Regions from separate parts of the Mus musculus genome. Here region 1 is linked to region 2. A link is a contact called in public Hi-C data. All regions are on one chromosome and are shown on one strand. Each heading gives the region's core, a stretch centred on a gene start, on an enhancer-like site or on the middle of the called end of the contact. The rest is flanking DNA. Distances are from core to core; before and after follow the strand shown.

Region 1 (5,553 bases), core at 1,547-4,046, 110 kb before region 2:
ACCTCAAGGTTGCAGAACAAGCATTGAGCTGACTGAGGCGGATGAAAAGTTGATTGTTTGGTTTTTATTGTTGTTGTTTTAGAAGGAAGACATATTACAGTATGTGTGTGTGTGAGTGTCATAGTAGTTGACCCCTTCCCTTTCCTCACCCCCTTCCTGTCCCCTCACTTGTCTAATTCGTATACCTATATGTTGCCTTCTGTGTTCATGTCTCTTAAATGTGTGCATGTCTGTGTATTTAAGTAAACTAGATTGTACACGAGTGACCTCTTCATTCTTCTGATTACCCTGTGTTGTCCAACCATTCCTTCTTTAGACTCCTCCCCTGCTTACCTCTTCCTCTGCTTTCATGTCATATATGTGTTCAGACTTAAGTCTAGATTCCACACATGAGAAAAAACATGCAGTGTTTGTCTGGGTCTGGTTTGTTTCATTCTATTTAGTCAATTTGAGTCTAATGGAAGTTACAGTTGAAGTCTTGACAGGACATCACTGGGAAACCAACGTTTCATAGAAAGGCGTTCTGAGGAGCCCGTGGAATTGCTTGGGAATCTGGGCCTCCATGCTGACTAGACACATATAAAGCCTGACCCTACTCATCCAGACAGTTCCTAATGGGTGCATACTGAAGGCCCCGGGAAGTCTGGTTTCCTCAAGTCTCAATTCCTTTCTTCTGCACTCCTACCGAAATACCTGAGACAAAGCCCTTAGTCCCCTCCTCCAGTTCTCTTTCTAGCCTTCTGTAAATTAGGATCCAGAAGCAGTAAATAAGGTTGACTGGTGGCTTACATATAACTGAGAACAACAAGGCAATTTCTTCTTTTAATTTTTAAAATTCTCAGTTATAGGAGATTATAGAATATGAAGAGTTGCTAAGTCACTTGGGAGACATGATGGATGGATATATTCGAATTGACTCCATTCTTCACCATTCTTCTCTCTGGGTTCTCTGTCTTTTCCTAAGAGTAGCTTCCCTCTAGTTTTGTGTACAGATAATATATTGGCATGACAATTATCATACTAAATGTTAGTGGAGACATGACCATTAAAATAATCAAACAGCAGCAGCTTTTAACGTGTTCGTTATTCACTGAGGCAAAGCTGGGGTTAGCCTCCCTCCGTACAATGCTGTTGCTCCCAAGCACTCAATGCTATTGCCTTTGGAGCTTATGATTCATGAGGCAAACGGAGATGGAGATTAAGAAATAACACATTGAAAGTTCCTTACAGAGCCTAGATACAGTCTTGTCCTAGGCCAAACCTCTTTGGAAGGCCCTCATCTCTTTTGACCTTCGTCTTCCCCTTTCTCTCCTCTAAGATTGTATCTGCACTCAGGTAAGATCTCTTTTGTTTGTGTTCACAAATTAAAATGTGTTTATAATTTGAACCTCTTTTATGTTATGAACAAGTCCCTTAGCATCATAACAGATACTCTGGTTTCTTTTGTTGTTTCTGCCTTCACAACGTGTCCATGATGAACACTAAATATATGGAAATCAGGGAAGAGGTGCATTCTGTCCTCAGGAACTTACGTTTCAAAATTCCCACGCGTACTGCGACAAAACAGTCCACCTATTTCACCAGATGCACTAAAGATCATAAAGGATTTCATCCAAGAAGGTGGATCTCCCCTCCATATGGGAAATTGTCTAGTTAGGTGTGCTTTTCTTTCTAACACCATCCTTTGGAGCCCTCGTTTCCATATCAAGGGAGTCTGAAAGAAAGACTATGCATTGTTCTTAAATCTACATCATGTCAAAGGGGAAAGATCCTAGAATTCTGACAGGCATCTTGAGAAAAGGAGAACTGTCCAATGTTTGATGGCGGATAGGATATAAGGGAAAGGCTCCCTCTGGTATATGTTCCACCGAATATCAACATCGAGTATAACACAAAATATATTTTAGTATAACTGTAGAGAAGTCATATTAAAAGTTTTTCTGTATTTGTCTGTTCACGGAGCTCGATGTCACCTCAGTGGGATTCATTGCTTGGTTATGAACGGATAACACGGAAGCAGGAGCTCCCCGACAGTGGGATACACAGCATCCCTCACTCCACTCGACTTGTAGGAAGGAAATAATGATTGCTCATATTGAATTCGCAATTGCTCATGAGCCTGTTGAAACTAGTATTGGTATTTTAGAAAGAGCAACAAAAGCTACATCTCCTTTCTATGATACAGGTAATAAGACATTTTATGTTCCTAGTGTTCAGGGGAGCATCAGAAAATCAATATGAATAAATTCAAGTACAGAGAGGATCTGACCTATTTGAAGATGCAGAGAAAGGCAAATGCTAGCACATATCATAAACACCTTTATCCCGCTCGTATGCAGACACTTGCATGTAGAAAAGGGTTCATGGGTTCCTTAGACATTTAGGCAGAGGGAGAATTGCTGGCTTTTCTTTTTCTTCATTCTTTGTTGTTGTTGTTTAGCGTTTCAAGGCTTATAGCTAAACTGATTTTGAAACTAAATACTGTCATTACAGAAGTTTTTTTTTTTTTTTTCCTGAGTTCTTCCAATTTCTCTGGGGACAAAATAATGGTTGCTTGAAGCAGAGGAGAAACAGTAATTAGGGCAAATAGTAATACTGTGCATGATTGAGGAAAACGTGGGGTGGGGGAGAGAATTCAACACACAGACTTGTACAGCTTGTTACTAGGAAACCACATCAGCATTAAATACAGTGTGCTAATTGGCTATCCTGTTTCTGCCTGGGTACCAGCCTGGGCCTGCTACACAGCTGTTTCTGCTCCTTCTGGTTGCTAGGTAACTGCATCATTTCTTCTCCCCCTCCCCCTTTGTATTCTGGAGGGTAATTGGCTACTTCTGCTCCTGGTGTTGCTGCTGGGTACCAGTCTGGGCCTGCTGCTCTGCTGTTTTCCAGAGGGATTTAGTGGGGGAGGGGAGGAAAGGAGAGAGGAAGATATGCTGGCAATTAATGGAGCATAAGTGCGAATTCTACACAATGTCTGGCACCTGCGTCTCCTTATCCTGCTTTCTCCACTAAACCCTTTAGCTCTGAAAAAAACGCATTAGGCTCTTGAAGTCTTTCCTTTCTCTGTGTGCCTTATGAGTGTAGTTTAAAAGAAATAAGGCATTTAAAGACCAATCACATAAATGATAGATTGGGCCTTCTTATGGAAAAAAAAAACTGGCAAAACATTACACACTGGTATTTGATAGAGGCACCAGGAGAATCTGCACAAACGTTAAAATTACCAAGTCACTAACAAAGCAGCAGCTCGAGCGTCTCCAGGGTAGTACCACTTTCTCTCTTAAACGGACAGGATTCTTTTGTAAGGCTTGTTGATTCACGGTGCACAAAGTACAAAATAAAGTGAACCAAAACATAATAGGATTTTTCCCGGTGGTTTTGTTCCCTACCAAGTAATAAAGGAAGGCCTCTGGACCCTGCTGACTTGGCAGTATAGGTTTTGTTCATCTGGTGTGCACAGCACATATCTTAGGCTTAAGGTCAGTATGGTGTTGCAGCCACAAAAAAATTATAATGCATGTTTTACACAACTTGATCACTTACGGCAGGTAACCAGATACGAAGCAAAATAAATCTGAAGGTAATTCTGGGATTCTTAAAAAGGGTGTTTTTTGTTTGTTTTTAAGTAAAATGTATAATTGCTGTTGATATCACCTGTTCAAGTAGAAGTTTCCATTTCATCATTACTGAAATTCTCACTGGAAGTGTGAGGAGGAGTCTTGAGATGTGAAGTCATGCTCCAAGGATATCCACTTTAAATGGTTGAGAAAGTCTGTGTAAATTGGGGCCCCTTGAAGAGACAGCTCATTCCCCTGGGATGGAGCAGTTTTATTGAGAAAACTCTGAGCATGTCGGTGACTGTACACAGAAATAGTGATCAAAGGCGACTCATTTTTACTGGACACTTATGGCCACTGCTGGTTTTCCATCCTTGCGATGTCCCTGTGCCCTTTTGGAATTCCGTGTGACAGGAAGAGCCTGATGGAGATGCAGACCCTTTCCACTGTTAAGACCAGGCTCTGTGAAATCACTTCTGCTTAACAGGGCTTCATAATCGGTAGGTAGACTCACATTCTGCTAGGTGGATGTCGAGACTGTGGTGTGTCCCATAGGCCAGCAGAAAACCAGCTATCCATTAGTTGCATTCAGCGAGCAAGAAACAAATCTCACCTTTGGAGGATACCACAGAGCAGGTACACGGTTATTTCTGTTGTCTGTATTAAGAGTTCCAGTTGTTAATTACTCCTAAATACTATATATTGAAAAAATGTACCATTTGCTCATATGGAACCACCAAAAGTCAAAACACTCGTTTGTTCCTAGACAAGTTTTATATTCTGATGGAAAGAGTGTTGGTAATTGGAAGGTTTAGCCATTGTTGGTAACAAATTACCAGAATAACAACTTCTTAAATGTGTGTTGTAGATTGTTCCTAGCTGACTTAGCAGTGTGTGAATCGAAAAGTCCCAAAGGAGTTCTGAGCAGTTTTGTGCCTGGCCCTATTTGTCTTTGTCCATTACTCGGATATGATAATATGGCCTCACTGTATTTCTGATCAAGGAAGCTCAAGGTGGGGGGGTCTTTGAAGTCTTGGGTGATTGTGGTTAGTCCCAGTGACAGGTGACCATCAGTACACACTTCTGAGTTCCCTTTGTACTCTCTGAGGAAATAGATTTCTTTTCTTGGGGCATTTCCATTTCTAAAGCAATTGTAAAAATGCAGGTATTGAATCAAGTATGCTTGGGGTTTGAAGAAAGGAGGTAGACCATATAGCTGCGTCAACTCTTTAGTCTTAAAAACAGGCTTGCAATGCTTGTGCTTCACAAAGCTAACACCTATTACATCAGGCTAGACAGCTGGGCCATCTGGAAAGAGGAGTCAGATCAGTACTTCCTGGCATGGATCAGTGATAGCTCTTAGCATTCCTCTGAGGGCATTGGAACTGGTGCCCCCAGCATGGGGCAGATGCAGCCCTGTGCTTGGGAGCAGAGCTGAATTCTAACCCACTCTGCCTTTTAGGTAGACATTGTGTGTTTCCTGTCTTACATGGCCACCTTCTCGCTAGGGTAGTGACCTGCTCAGATACCTGTTTCCTGACTCTTAAGCACTGAGGCTAATGAAGCTTCAACAAGAACATGAGAGTCAGCAGTCCGAGGGGAAACTGAGGCCGCCTCTCCATGGCTGAACAGGCCACTACATGTGAAAGCAAACCTTCACTCAGTTCCAGACGCTTTCACAAATGTGAGATCATGGCGGGGGGGGGGGGGGGGGAGTGCCCTGAGGAGACATCTGCCAAGGTCTGAGGAATGCATTTCATCTGCTATCTTGGTAGAGGTAGAGGGTGGTAATACTAGCATCTGGTGGATGGAGGTTAAGAGTCTGCTGAATATCCCACGATGCACAGAACAGCTTCACAACTGAGGTGGAGAGCTAGTTGCCTGATACAGCCTTGTCATCTGCTCTCCAAGTTGCTCTAGACAACTTGAAGAATATTTCCTATCCACTTAAGATCATCACCCAGGCTTTCCCTTCTGTTTAATGGTCTTTAAC
Region 2 (5,318 bases), core at 617-3,116:
GCTAAGTTGTTTCTCGTGCTTTGCAAACTGAGTGCACCTTCCTTCTTACCCAGAATGCAGTCTGATTTCCACTAAGAAAGATCGGCCTCTTGATAGAAGAATATCACCTAGTCCTCAAAACCAATTTTCTTCTCTTAATTGCATGTTAATCTGCTTTGTTTTCTGACTTTAAAAACATTTTCCTGGTAGGTATGGCAACCTACTGGTAGTTCTCACATTTGAAATGTGGAGATGGACTCTGTGGTGCCCGATAGTTAGCCAAATTAGCCATAGAGGTGAGCTCTGGGCTCAACTGAGAAACCCTGCCTCAGTAAATAAGGTGTAGCATTTGAGGAACGCTCCCAGCATCCACCTTGTCCCTCTACATGGACCCACATGTAAAATAAAACAACAGATGCCAATAGAAAGATGGCATCTTTCAAACGCTATGGGTACAGCATACAAATGATACTTTGTGCATTGTAAATTGGATTATTCTTAGAACTAGATATGGGTGTGTGGTAGGGAGAGCTTTCCAGATGACCTCTTCAGAGAGCACAGAACAAGTTTCCCATCGGAGAGGGTGAGAGAAGACAGAACTCAATTAGAACAATGCAGCCTCTGGATATGTTTGAGGACGGGTAGAGAAAGGCTGAGCTTAGAGAAAGTACCCAAGGAGCTGAAGGGGTCTGCAACCCTATAGGAGGAACAACAATATGAACTAACCAGTACCCACAGAGCTCATGTCTCTAGCTGCATATGTAGCAGAAGATGGTCTAGTTGGCCATCATTGGGAAGAGAGGTCCTTGGTCTTACGAAGATCATATGTCCCAGTATAGGGGAATGCCAGGGCCAGGAAGCAGGAGTGGGTGGGTTGGGGAGCAGGGTGGGGGGAGGGTATAGGAGACTTTGGGGATAGCATTTGAAATGTAAATGAAGAAAACATCTAATAAAAATAAAAAATAATAAAAAAAGAAAGGCTGAGCTCGCTTTCTTCAAATACTAATTCGCTGTGTAGATTTCCCAAGCAACTCATCTAATAGACCTCATTGTTCTGTCACACAAGGGTCTCAGACAAGTTTCAAAGAGCTATAAGTAAACAAATTCACAAACACAAGAGACTTGAGAAAAGGAAGTCAACCCCCCTCACTATGAACACATCCAGGAAGCTAAATGGAGACACTGAATGGTCATCTCAGTGCCCTTGACTCTGATCCTATCAGGTCCACTCATTCTTACCGCTGTACTTGTGAAAAACAGAACCTCTGCCAACAGACTAAAGCTGGGGAAAGTCCTCTCCTACAGTCCTTGGTCTGCTTTCTCTGGTTTGGTCCTGAGATGTCACAGGCACTGGGAACCACAGGGTCAGGCAAAGCTCTTTCTTCTCTCATCACCCCGCCCCCACCCCCACCCAACACACACGCCTCTCAGGAGGAGACAGGTTCACCATGCTCTTCACCCCTCCTGACAAGGAGACATCTCATTTATAAAGGAAGGATGCTTGGCCTCTGAATTGGGGTAATGGAATATTTCTTGTAAACCTGGAATTAAGATGCAGACAAAACAAGAGTCCTTCAGCTTCCTTTTATTGGTCCTCAGAGGTGAGCCTGGAACAGTCGTAAATATGTATCAGGGTGGCCCCTGGCTCTTCAGTATTGAAACTCCACTCACAACAAAGCCAAGTGTCCCTGATTTGCCCCCCCCCCCCGCCCCCGCCGAGCCTCCTCCCACTTTTGCCTTGTGTCCCCCCCATGCTTCCATCTCCCTACCCTGGTTGCGGTGACTTTGAAACTGGTAAAAAGCTTCCCGAGGTGACACGCACAGCTGTGTGGGCTGGAATGCATTATAATGCTATGTCTCAATTACAATATTCTTTGGGTGATACGGGAGGCAGGCCCAGCCTGCCTTAGAGCGCACTGCCACCTCCTGGAAAACACCTGCTTCGTGCCGCCTCGAATACCACCAACCAGAAAACATGGCCTCTCCTGTCTTTAGAAGCAAAGATCTGGGTGTACAGAGCCATCTTCTCCAGCCCCCTTTAAACTGGAACACAGCAATCCCTCGAGGAGATGGAAAGGTGTTGCATTGCCATCTTAATTAAAAATAAGTAACTAGGTCGGGGAGGCCACTGGTGTGGGGAGTTGTTATCATTATGTTTGCCTTCTGCTCCCGAGGCGGGTAACAGGCGCCACTTACAGTAATGAGTACCTGGCACCAATAGGATTCTACCCTTGGGATCTCCGGAAGAGGCGCCAACCTTATTTACACAAGGAAGGACTGGGTAGAGGACACAGGGCAGAAGCTGTGTGCACAGGCAGAGAGCTCCAAAGTGGAGAGAACCTTGAGTCCACTGGTCTTTAGAGCAATTATGTACGGAGTCCACCTTACGGTGGGAGTGTTGGGATAAACAAAGATCTGTTTTCAGAAAGAAGCGAATAGATAGGCATCAAAGGTTTCTGTTTGAACTCACAGACTCACAAGGCCAGCCGTCATTTCTGAAGAACAGCTTTAAGAATTATGGAGGGTGACACGCTTGAATTGGCTCAACAGAATGGGTGCATTTGCGAAGTTCTTAGACTGGTCAGCATGAAAAACAGTGGGGTGACAGATTTCTCTATCAACATCGTTCCTTGGAAGTAGCAATAGCAAAAAAATGATTTCTTACATAAAGCCAAAACATTCTTACTTACTGAATCAAACTCAGCTAATTAGGCAAATTGCTTAAATTCAACTAGTGTCCCTTTGAGTGGAACGGAAGGTTATAGATCCTTTGAAAAAAGATAAAAACCCGAAAATTATTCTTTCTCTAGAGAAATGCATTCACATTTCCCCTATTATTTAAAATGGCGGGCTGGCGAGATGGCTCAGCAGGTAAAAGTGTTTGCTGCCAAGCCTGGTGTTCCGGAAGTTTAATCCTTGGAATCCATGTAGTAGGGGAGAATCAGCTTCCACAGGCTGCCATCTGATCTCCACATACATGCTGCGACATGTGTGTCATGCTAGCCCACACTGCAACCTTATCCAAACTGTAATGACATTTAATTAAAGATGCCCTTTACCGTTATCATTCTTTGCAAGCCTGGGTTTAGCTCTGGGGTCTCTTGGTTGTATGGCTTTGGGTGGAAGAGGCCAGGGGAAGGGATATTTGCAAATAAGAGTAGAGCTCTACTTTTGATAGCACCCAAGAGTGGCCAGGGCGTTTCTGTGACTCTTTCCTGGCCTCATATTAAAGCAGTTACATTTTCATCCTTTAGAAACCCTGGATTTTGTCAGAGGCGCACATCTGAAAAGCTCTGATAACACCTGGCTTCCGCCTGGCTGCAGACAAACAAAGCAAAGCAGGGCCTAGCGGTGGCACCTGTTTGGATGTGTCCTTTGTCTCCATCCCTGGAGAGAAACCCTAATGAAAGCTTTTTTGAGGGGGAGCACAGCTTTCCTCCCTCATGGCAGGAGGACCAGAGGCAGCTTATTCTGACAGTGTAGTGGAGATAGCTCACAGCTCTCCCAGGAAACTCTAGGAATGATAAAAACGTATGAGATGAATTGCAAGGTCTACATTAAAATAGCAGTCAAGTGCAGGCACTGGGGATTTGTTCCAGGATTGAACCCGTTCCTCGCCGACCCAGCTTCCTAACATATGTCTTTTCTCGCTTTTGGTTCTTTGAGCCTTTATCATCAATTCCTGGAAGGAAGCCTTTTGTCTTCCCCAGATAATCTGTTGAAAAAGTCCACGGGGTCATGCAGATATTTCCTGGTTTGAGCTTCTGAAGAAACAGTAGTCCCCCTTCGGCTTCCCTTCCTCCTCAGCCACTACACAGTGTCCTTGAGACTAACTTATTTTTGTCTCTTTACTAGAAAATGAAGGACATGTTAGTCTCAAATTCACATGGTATTTTTACTCTCTCTCTCTCTCTCTCTCTCTCTCTCACACACACACACACACACACACACACACACACAGCATTTTATCTTCCAAGATGTTGATATTGATACACACCAAATGATTTAAGATTCAAAGCCACTTTGGAGTCCTAACTGGGGAGAAGGGTCTTGCCATAATGTGTTTGACTTTAGATGACGGAGACAGTGATCTCCTGAAAGAATGAAGACACCTCGATACCATGCTCAAGAGGAGCAGTAGGGAGGCGGTGCCCCTCAGAAAGCAGAGGAAGGTACACAGAAGGGAATGGGATGACATTTCAAAGTGACCTATGAGGATAAATGGATTTGCAGAGAAATAACGAAGGCAAATGGAGAGACAGTGTGTAGCTGAACACACCAGAAACCTTTGCCTGCCTGGGGATGGATAATCTATTTTCTATTTTAGGAAACTAAAAGACAGTTTAGTTAGTGATTGGCACAGCATTTTGGACCTCAACTCAGAGCAAGATTACTGGTGTCTGCCAACCATAATTTCACTGGATGGTGACCTGTGTCAAGGCCAACCTCTGAAGGTCATCTTCCAGCAAGAAGCTGGTGAAGATTTGAAGGTATCATTCTGAAAAAGAGATGAGTAACCCCAGGCCATCTAATGCCTTCTGGTCGGATTATGACTTCTAACTTTCATCTTCTCTTTGGCTGTGATTTATTTGGATAACTTCAAACAACGATCTTACTTACTCCCTCTTTTTTCCCCTCTTTATCTGAAATAACATTTAAAAAGCCATTGATAACCCACTCTTGCTTTATGCTAGATGTGCCCATGTGATACAGAGACCCCAGCTTTCTGAGAGGAATGTAGAACTAGCTTGCAGAAAACCAGAGATATACATGGGAAAATTCCAGTAGAGGCAAAAACAGGGAAGAGGCCAATAGAGGTTCTTACAGGAGAGAGACATGTTATCTTTCTCATGACATTGGTGACGAATTAATCTTAATATACGTGTGTGGAGACTGAGCAGGCAGGGATGTGGAGGGGACCACTGTGATATGTGTACAGACACTTTCATCTGCACTTGGTCATTTTCCCTTACAGGACCCAGCCTTCCATTCTCTGTCTTTCCTGAAAGGTAAAATCCTTTTTAGTGATACCATTTGGATTCCAGAATAACAGAGTGCCAGGAGACTAGGAGTTAAAGGAGAGAATATTGGTAATACCCGGTCACTGAAAAGTCCTATCAGAGGCAACAAAGTATGTCACCATAGGGGAGAAATGTAAGTGTCTCAGTGTCCAGAGAGGTTTTTCATGTTATTCTGAAATACCTGAGAATTCTCTTCCTGGGTTGCATGTTCCCTACAAAAGCTGGAATGGAGGGAATAAAAATCATAGTCTCAATGACTAATATTAACTACACTCTTATTCTGGAACTGAAGAGGTGGTCCAGAGTGCCTCAATAGCT

What was found. A called contact is a pair of places that touch in the nucleus more often than the background predicts.
Region 1: a Hi-C map of the N1E-115 cell line shows a contact between it and region 2, with 13 times the contacts expected there. The contact joins two enhancer-like sites. A contact is called at or near these places in 1 of 39 promoter capture datasets (the SN4741 cell line) and 1 of 484 Hi-C or Micro-C datasets (the N1E-115 cell line).

The regions. Positions count from the first base shown.
Region 1 is chr1:64,064,299-64,069,851 of GRCm38.p6, reverse strand. The region is part of intron 2 of Klf7 (Kruppel-like factor 7 (ubiquitous)); the gene reads left to right. Among named protein-coding and RNA genes, the nearest start is that of Gm13748, 12 kb to the left of the region's middle. Within about 2 kb of position 2,796, at least 27 of the 459 cell types and tissues checked have an H3K27ac peak or open chromatin away from gene starts, as enhancers often do. A contact at or near this core is called in the N1E-115 cell line, where this site is marked.
Region 2 is chr1:63,950,244-63,955,561 of GRCm38.p6, reverse strand. No RefSeq gene overlaps it. Among named protein-coding and RNA genes, the nearest start is that of Gm13749, 12 kb to the left of the region's middle. Within about 2 kb of position 1,866, at least 22 of the 459 cell types and tissues checked have an H3K27ac peak or open chromatin away from gene starts, as enhancers often do. A contact at or near this core is called in the N1E-115 cell line, where this site is marked.